2 separate regions of the Mus musculus genome follow, and region 2 is linked to region 1. Evidence: chromatin contacts called from public promoter capture Hi-C data. All regions are on one chromosome and are shown on one strand. The core of a region is the stretch at or near the end of the contact, and the rest is flanking DNA. Distances in the headings are between cores, read along the strand shown. Region 1 has its middle 18 kb from the start of Gm41849. Region 2 has its middle 9.6 kb from the start of Gm25216.

Region 1 (4,013 bases), core at 1,020-3,519:
TCCTGATCAGCTAGGATGACTTAGCAGAACTCACTGAATACCTTCTCAATAGCAGTCCCTGGGCAACAGGGTTAACCTGAAGTTCTCCCTCTACCGAATATCCATTAGTGAGCATTGCCTCTTAAATAGGAAGAACTTCATCAAGGTTTAGTTGAGTTCATCAGCCCCTCTCCCCCAAGCCTTGTAGCCATCTTGATAATGGCAGATTCTTGTCCTTGTAGCACTGATGAGGAAGCTATGTGTCAGAGAGGGTAAATGCCTTGCTAGGGGCACACAATTGGTCAGATATGGAGCCAGGACATAAGTCTGTCCAATGCCTTCAATCCTTGCAACATAGCGCCTACCTCTGCAGCTCCCTGGAAGGGACGTAACACTGTCAGTTTCCAAAGGAAGTGCCCTTTTTCTGAGGTTCAGCTCACTATAGGGACACTGAGCCCAAGGTTGCTCAGAGTAGCCATTTCTTCCATTCTTTTGAAAATTGTTATCAAATTCCATGCAGTCTCTCAACTCTGGGGATTTGAAGCTGAAACAGACAAAAGCCCCTACCCCTTGGGGCTGGAAAGACAGCTCAATGGTTATGAGCACCTGCTGTTCTTACAAAGGACCTGAGTTTGATTTCCAGAACCCGTCCCTGGTGACTCACAACTGCCTGCGACTCAGTAGCTCCAAGGGGATCTGACGCCTCTGGCCTTTGTGGGCATCTGCCTTCATGTGCACATATGTACATGTGCATTGTTCATGCATGCATCCACGTGCACGCGCACACGTGTGTGTTATGTGTGTATACACACAATAGTTAAAAATAATAAACTTTGTAAAACAACCTTATCCTAGGAAGTGGAGACAGTAAACCCAATAAATAAGAAAAAAGAGAGTAGACTAACGGGAAGAGTAAGAGAGAAATGGCTGGGAAGGGATGTGGGAGAGAAATAGGCAGCCCGAGATCTGATCATGAACGCCTCGTAGTGAAGGGATAAAGAAAACAAAAGACATGGGTGCAAAAAAGGAATGAGATAGGGCCGTCGTCCCCTGACATCCAAACTCCGCCTGTGCACTGACTTCCGGCTGGCTTCCGGCTGGCTCCCAGCTGGCTTCCGGCTGGCTTCTAGCTGGCTTCCAGTTTGCCTGGACTCACAGGACAGAGCAGGCAGGCTCCTGAGGCACAGAATAGAATCACATATGGCTCATGCTAGACTCCCATCCCCAAGGCCGTGTTTCCCAAGGCCTGCTCTTAGCCTAGGAGGGAGCTGAGCTGGTGGAACACAGGCCCCTTCTTGGACACCAGTTTCTTCAGGCAGCCCACTGTGATGCCAGCGCTCCTCCGCAGCCTTGCAGAGCTTGGCAGAGGAGCCAAACGGCTCTCATCTTCCCCGTTCCTCTCGTACACTTGGAGGGCAAACCTGCGGTGCTTCTTCCCCGTTAGACTGAGCCTTCTCAGAGGTGTTTCTTCTACCACAATCCGTGCTCCTTTGATCCCATTTTGTCATGTGCTACCTAGACACGTCAAACTAACACGAGGTGGTGGCAATCAGGGAGGGAGAGGGCAAGGGGAAGATAGAGACCAAAGGCAGCTCTGAAGACTCGGACATCCCTGCTCCGTAAACCCACCATCCCTAGGCCTCTGAAAATTCTCTTCTCTGGTTGGTTTTTATAACTTACTAGTGGAGTTCCTCTTAACTAAACAACTGCAAAACCTCCATTTGTCTGTCGAACCTGAGGGGTGAGAGCGCTCATCCACATCTCCTCACGCTGTGGAGCCTTGATGACAGTAGCCAGGGGGGACCAGAGGCCAGATGTGGTGGTGAGGCAGCCAGCCAGCTCGTGGGAGGCTGAGGAACGCATTAAGGCTGGAGGCCATCTGAGGTAAAGGGAGGGAAGATGGAGCTGGGCCAGCTTGTGTCACCCCCTCCCCTCGCCCCCAGCAGGATTTCAGTGGGGGTGGGGGTGGGTAGGGTGAGTGGTGGGGGATGGGCTAGGGGCATCAAAACCCCCTTCACAAGGTTCAGCAAGATACACCCTAGGCTCATTGACTTCAGTTTCCCTATTGGTTTTGGAGCCAAGTAAGTCATTTCCGGATGTTCTGCAAACATCAGCGCCAATCGATAGCATCGGAATCGTTTCTTTGCCCCATTTGTTTTCAACAGCCTGCCACCAGCGGTCCCCCACGCTGGCTTCCTCCAGCGGCAGCTGTGCTCTTGGGGCTCCCTGTGGGTGTGTGGCAGAGATCCCCAGCCGGGCTGCAATCATAAGTCCAGGCCTTTAATCTCTGGCTCAGAGGGATAAGGCTCTGGGTTCGCCTCCCTGAGCAAATTATAGGCTCTTACTGTGCAAGCACCAGCCAGCCTTCTTCTCCCCGGGCCTGTCTGCTCCGGAGAGGAGCATTTCTGGAATAAACAGGACCCTCCCTCCCTTACAGACATTCCCCGAGACTTTGCAAACCTCAGCAGCTGCAGGCAAGCCAGAAACAAGCTTCCTAGGAACGAAAGACACCACAAGAAGTAAAGGACCATGGTGGCAGGGCTCAGGGTGATGTGGCTCTCGGGTGAAGTTCCGTGATGGTCACAGGTCACTAGACCACCAACGCCTGCAGGCAAGCTCCCAGCTACTGAAGTTTACTCAGCAAATCTTTCTGGGCCTCTGTCACGTGGCCAACACAATGCTTCCCGTCCACACTCTTCCCCAAACTGCCCTTAGTCCCCTGGAGACAGTCAGCTGCTACCACTATTTATCCAAACTGTGGTAGCCCTTGAGCCCTGGGAAGCAGCAGAGTGGATGTAGGACATAGGGAGTGACCATTGACTTGACCATCTACTCTGCTTTCTACCTGCGTTCCTCATACAGACCACACTAGACAGTGGGGTTTTACCAGGGTGGGGATTGTTCTACAAGAAGGATATCTCTCTCTCTCTCTCTCTCTCTCTCTCTCTCTCTCTCTCTCTCTCTCTCTATCTCTCTCTCTCTCGCACACACACACACACACACACACACACACACAGGTCAGAAAGAAAGTGATACATACAAATTGAGTCACTAAGTGAGGGATGAGGACAGAGGCAGGTGCTGTCTCACTAGAGGAGAAGCTGCATGTGGGCAGGCTATCTTGTCCACAGCTGTATCTCAACTTCTAGCTCAGTGCTGGGCACTTTGAAGATTTCTAATCAGTACTTAGCAGACAACTGCCTGCTGTAGGTTGACAGAGAGAGAGAGAGATCTTAAAATTCAGATCAGGGGCTATAGTGTATTATTCATTAAAAACAGAAAGTAATGATGAATGTACTTCTATTTATGGCTGAGTAAGAGTGGTCACGGGAGGAGACACAGGAGGGAAAGTCATCAAGATGGCCAGAAGGAGACAGAATGGGGGAGAACAGAGCACCAGTGTGAGGGACAATCGGCTTCCCCTCCAGACTCTCTGACCCCTCCCTGGGCCCCATCTGCTGTCCCCGCTTGGCTCCTTAACACTGCCAAAAATCTCCCCTCAAAACGACACCATTGGTGTTCTTTCCAGCTTTGAGACCCTTCCAATGATGGAGACGCCATCCTGGAAGGTGGATACGGTCAGTGGGAGGAAGGAGGGTGGTGCATCAGCCAGACTCGCTCCCTGGCCCTTCTAGCTTTGGTTCCATCACTACCCATGCAGTCTTGGCCTCGGTTTCCCCATCTGTAAAGCAAGGAGCTCACAGAATGCCCGCCTGGGACAGTCTTACTTTGAGGGATCTGCCTTTCCATGGAAGCCTGCATCAGTCCTTCCTGCGTGGGTATCCTGGCTCTCTAGAAGCTATACCCCCATAAACCAAACAGGAAGCTCAGAAGTCCCACGTGGGCCTTCCCCAGGGGCAGACGGCCTGACTCGTAGAGTGTGGCCCTTCCATCTAATTCTTTACCCTTCACACTGTGACAGGTGGGCACAGGAAAAAGAAAAACCTTAGAAATAGGGCGCAGATGGCTACCGTTTCCTTTCTTTGCTGCTTTACTTATTATTTTCGTCATTCCCCCGAGTTCACCCTGGTAAG
Region 2 (4,013 bases), core at 1,123-3,622, 230 kb before region 1:
GCCTGTGTCCTGACCTATTGTGACAGACATGGGTCAAATGAATCCCAATAACCAGTCAAACTTAGAGACCCTGGGGTCCCTGTGAACAAACCAGTGGGGAGACCCGGGAAGGAGAAAGGAAAGGAAGGAGGGTTAGAGAGAGAGAGACCAGCAAGAGCATGCCTCTAGTGGTCTACTTCCTCTGAGAAGCCCTCATACCCTGTCCCAAAGATTCTATCACATCCCTATTGTCCAGCTAATTACAAACCCATCAGTGGATTGATCCAATGTTGAGGTCAGAGGCCTCATGAAGTCATCACTTCCCCAAAACCCATCAGGGGAAGGGCAGTCTAGATCAAGTCCATAATCCAACCTTGGGGTCTCTTTTCCGCCTACCCTATAACAGCATTGGGTTGCCTTTGTGTTTGCTGACCCAGAAAGAGCTCAGCTAAGACTCAGAGCCTCCATTGCCTGATGAGACCAATATCCACAAGGAAGAAATTCAACGAGAGTCAAACTAAAGAATTATGCTCATAAGGCAGGAGGGTCCATCTGCCATGTCTCTGAACAGGAAAATCAATTCAACAAATATTTATTGGCACTTACTTCATTTGAGGCATGGTCTGTATATTAAAAAGAAAAATGGTATGGCCTTGAGGTAGTGGAAAAAATAAAAACACGGTCCAACCAATTTGTAAATGTCTCGGAGAGTGCAGGGACCTAGGTAGGCTCCATAAAGCTCCTGTCCAATCAGACTGATATCTCTCTATTTATCCCTCGTTGGGGCTCATAACAGCTAGAAGGATATGTCATCCTCCTGGACAGCTGTATTGGTATGACTTCTCTCCCAGAAGTCAAACAATGAGCGACAAGAGGTGACACTACTCCCAAGGCTATAAAGCAAGCCACCAGGGGAAAGAGTGCCCTCGAGCTGGGGTGAAACTGCATCTCTAGGGCCAAAGCCCCAAGGTCAGTCTACTCTGTCCTCCTTGGTCCCCTTCCCTGGCATCACTTCCTCCCCTTACTTGTGATATGGAGTTCACGTAGATCCAACAATTTTCTAAAAACCTCTTTTACAGAACTTGCATCTGTCCACAGCTTTTGGACATGGGAAACTAGGAGATTCATACAGGACTGAGTGGTGAATTTGCCTGATAAAAATTAAAGATGAGAGAGAGAGAGAGAAGAAGGAGGAGGAGGAGGAGGAGGAGGAGGAGGAGGAGGAGGAGGAGGAGGAAGAGGAGGAGGAGGAGGGGGAGGAGGAGGAGGAGGAGGAGGAGGAGGAGGAGGAAAGGAAAGGGAAAGGAAAGAGGGAAAGAGAAGAGGGAAAGGGAAGAGGGAAAGGGAAAAAGGGAAAGAGAAAAAGGGAAAGGGAAAAAGGGAAAAAGGGAAAGGGAAAAAGGGAAAGGGAAAAAGGGAAAGGGAAAAGGGAGAAAGGGAAAGAAGGGAGAAAGGGAAAGAAGGGAGAAAGGGAAAGAAGGGAGAAAGGGAAAGAAGGGAGAAAGGGAAAGAAGGGAGAAAGGGAAAGAAGGGAGAAAGGGAAAGGGGGAAAGGGAAAGGGGGAAAGGGAAAGGGGGAAAGGGAAAGGGAAAGGGGAAAGGGAAAGGGGGAAAGGGAAAGGGAAAAGAAAAGAAAAAAGAAAAGAAAAGAAAAGAAAAGAAAAGAAAAGAAAAGAAAAGAAAGCAGAAATTGGTGAGGCTTTATGGAGAACACCCCTCAAGGCCAGGGCTAAAGAGACACTGAGGCAGCACACAGAGTCACAGAACAGTGGAAACCTAAATCCCTGTGACATTTCCAAGCAAAGGGCACCCAGCGCAAACCTAGATACCTGCAATGACATTTGTCACTGCCATTGAGTGACAACCTGCCAGCCAATCTTCAGGCAGCTGTGCCTTCCAGAGCCCTGCCCCTGAGTGTTCCAATGACCTCCACCTGTGGTGACCACTTCTTCTCAAGGCTGTGGGTGACAAATGCAATGGTTACTACCCAGGACTCTGATGCATGAGGAAGAGTTCTTGGCACATAGGAAGCAAATTGAACATTTGAGAAGCTTTGAAAATTATGAAAGACATACCAGCTCAATGTACCAAACTCAACCCACACAGAAACAAGGGCAGTAAAAGCTTTGGGGCCTCTCTTCACCCCTTCCCCAAGAGGCATCCACCATTAAGGGCTTCCAAGATTTCTATGGGCCATCCATACTAACAGGGTGGTGGGTTAGCCCAATCTGGACTCTTAGAAGACTTTAGGAGGGAATGTGAACTGTGAGACATTACGGAAAACAGGAAATGCCCTGGCCAAAGTGCAAAGAAAAGGCAGAGAAACCAATGTGCTGGCAAAGGACACCCAACTCCCGTAGGCAGATCCGCTCTATTTGAGCAGTGGGACCAGTAAATAATTGACAGATGATTCACTGACCCAATGTGTGAGGCCACCTTCCAAGTCACACTCCTTGTGTCCCCAGGTTCCCTGGCAACGATCAGAAAACCAGAAACCTTTAAAAATAGACCCAGCTTCCCCTCACCTGCTGTCTAAACATGTCCCTGGCTGGCAGGGCAGGACAGCCCAGGGAGTAGCCCCCAGACACTCAGGAGACACTGCCTTTGAAATCCCTATTTTTAAACCCTGAACACTTACTAGAAAGTGTCCCACCAGCTTACATGGATATTTATTTCTTGATGAGTTCCAATCTGTGAGTGGAATTTGAAGTGGCTCCGAATTTGGGGAAAGAACCAACCTCCACCACATTTTCAATTGCCCCAGATTTATCCCTGGGGTGCGAGCCTATTTGCAGATTTCTTTTCACTTACCACTTGTGTTTAAATTGCAGTGCCGTCCCTATACATAGCCAGGGAAGCGGCTGACTGAAAATAGCTACTTACAGAAACAGAGCAATTTGGAATAAGCAAAAATAGCCCTTTGCGGTAACTTGAGTGTCTCATTTTCCGTATTGATTTCCGCACCCCCTCGAGTGTGGTTTTCTGGAACTGTGTGTGCGGGCAGGTGACACCGCGCCTTTGTGTATTTCCTGATGGACAACATACAATGCCCCTCTGGTCACGTGTGTCTAGAAAGCCAAAATCATCTAGAAAGCAAATGGGTTCAGTGTGAGCACCTCTAATCTGAAAAGTTTGGAACCAGATTTCTGAATTTTTTTTCTTGGACAGCTTTTGGAATCTTTGCATATATGTGGTGGGATAGCTTGGGGGTGTACCCCAAATCTAAACATCAAATTTGTGTTTCCTATACATGTTATGAACACAATTTGCAAGTAATTTTATGTAGTATTTTAAATGAGCCTGTGTTGTTGACTTCAACACGGTAAATGAGGTCAGGTGTGGAATTTTACGTTTGTGTGTCATATAGGACCTCAAAAAGTTCCAGAACTGGATTATTTAGAAGTTTGGGGTTAGAGACACTCAGCATGTATCACAGTCACATGCTAGCCTGTGGGTATCAGGCATTTCAGGCTTTCAGAAATTAGTGTCAAAACTTCAGAACGGCTGTTTTCAACCAGGCCACACCTCAGACCTTGCCCATGTAATAAAGAAAAGCTGCATATGGCCCTGGCAAGCCCTGTGGCTTTAGAGTCACATATGCCAGCATACTATGGCACATGGGGGTGTCAGAATGCTCAAAATGCACAGTTAGAAACCCCAGGAAGCTAAAGGTCCAGACTAGAGCACTGGGCAAGACCCCAGAGATGACTGCCGGCCCCTGTCACTCCCTGAGAGATGTTTGATAGGCATGTATAGAGGCTATCTTGTGTATACTGTCTTGTGTGTTATATGGATGCATCTCTTGTCAATTAAAAAGCCTTTGGCCTATGGCTTAGGCAGGGAATGGGAGGTGGGACATCCAGGAGGAGAGAGAATTCTGGGATAGAGCCAGTTGCAGGAGATTGGTCTGAGAGGATGTGAGGTGACAGAAGCATGGTACCTGAGCATAGGTAACCAGTCACGTGGCAGAGTGTAGATTAAAATAAATAGGTAATCTTTAGTTATGATCTAGTGAAAGAAAAGCCTAGCTATATG

Evidence for each region. Promoter capture Hi-C pulls out the DNA fragments that hold promoters and counts their contacts.
Region 2: a contact with region 1 is called in a promoter capture Hi-C map of liver, with 1.7 times the contacts expected there. The contact joins two enhancer-like sites. A contact is called at or near these places in 7 of 39 promoter capture datasets (the C10 cell line, the HPC-7 cell line, embryonic stem cells and 4 more) and 1 of 115 datasets of contacts at active chromatin or transcription factors (embryonic stem cells).

The regions. Positions count from the first base shown.
Region 1 is chr19:42,459,862-42,463,874 of GRCm38.p6, reverse strand. No RefSeq gene overlaps it. Among named protein-coding and RNA genes, the nearest start is that of Gm41849, 18 kb to the right of the region's middle. Within about 2 kb of position 2,269, at least 12 of the 459 cell types and tissues checked have an H3K27ac peak or open chromatin away from gene starts, as enhancers often do. A contact at or near this core is called in liver, where this site is marked.
Region 2 is chr19:42,688,325-42,692,337 of GRCm38.p6, reverse strand. No RefSeq gene overlaps it. Among named protein-coding and RNA genes, the nearest start is that of Gm25216, 9.6 kb to the left of the region's middle. Within about 2 kb of position 2,372, at least 29 of the 459 cell types and tissues checked have an H3K27ac peak or open chromatin away from gene starts, as enhancers often do. A contact at or near this core is called in liver, where this site is marked.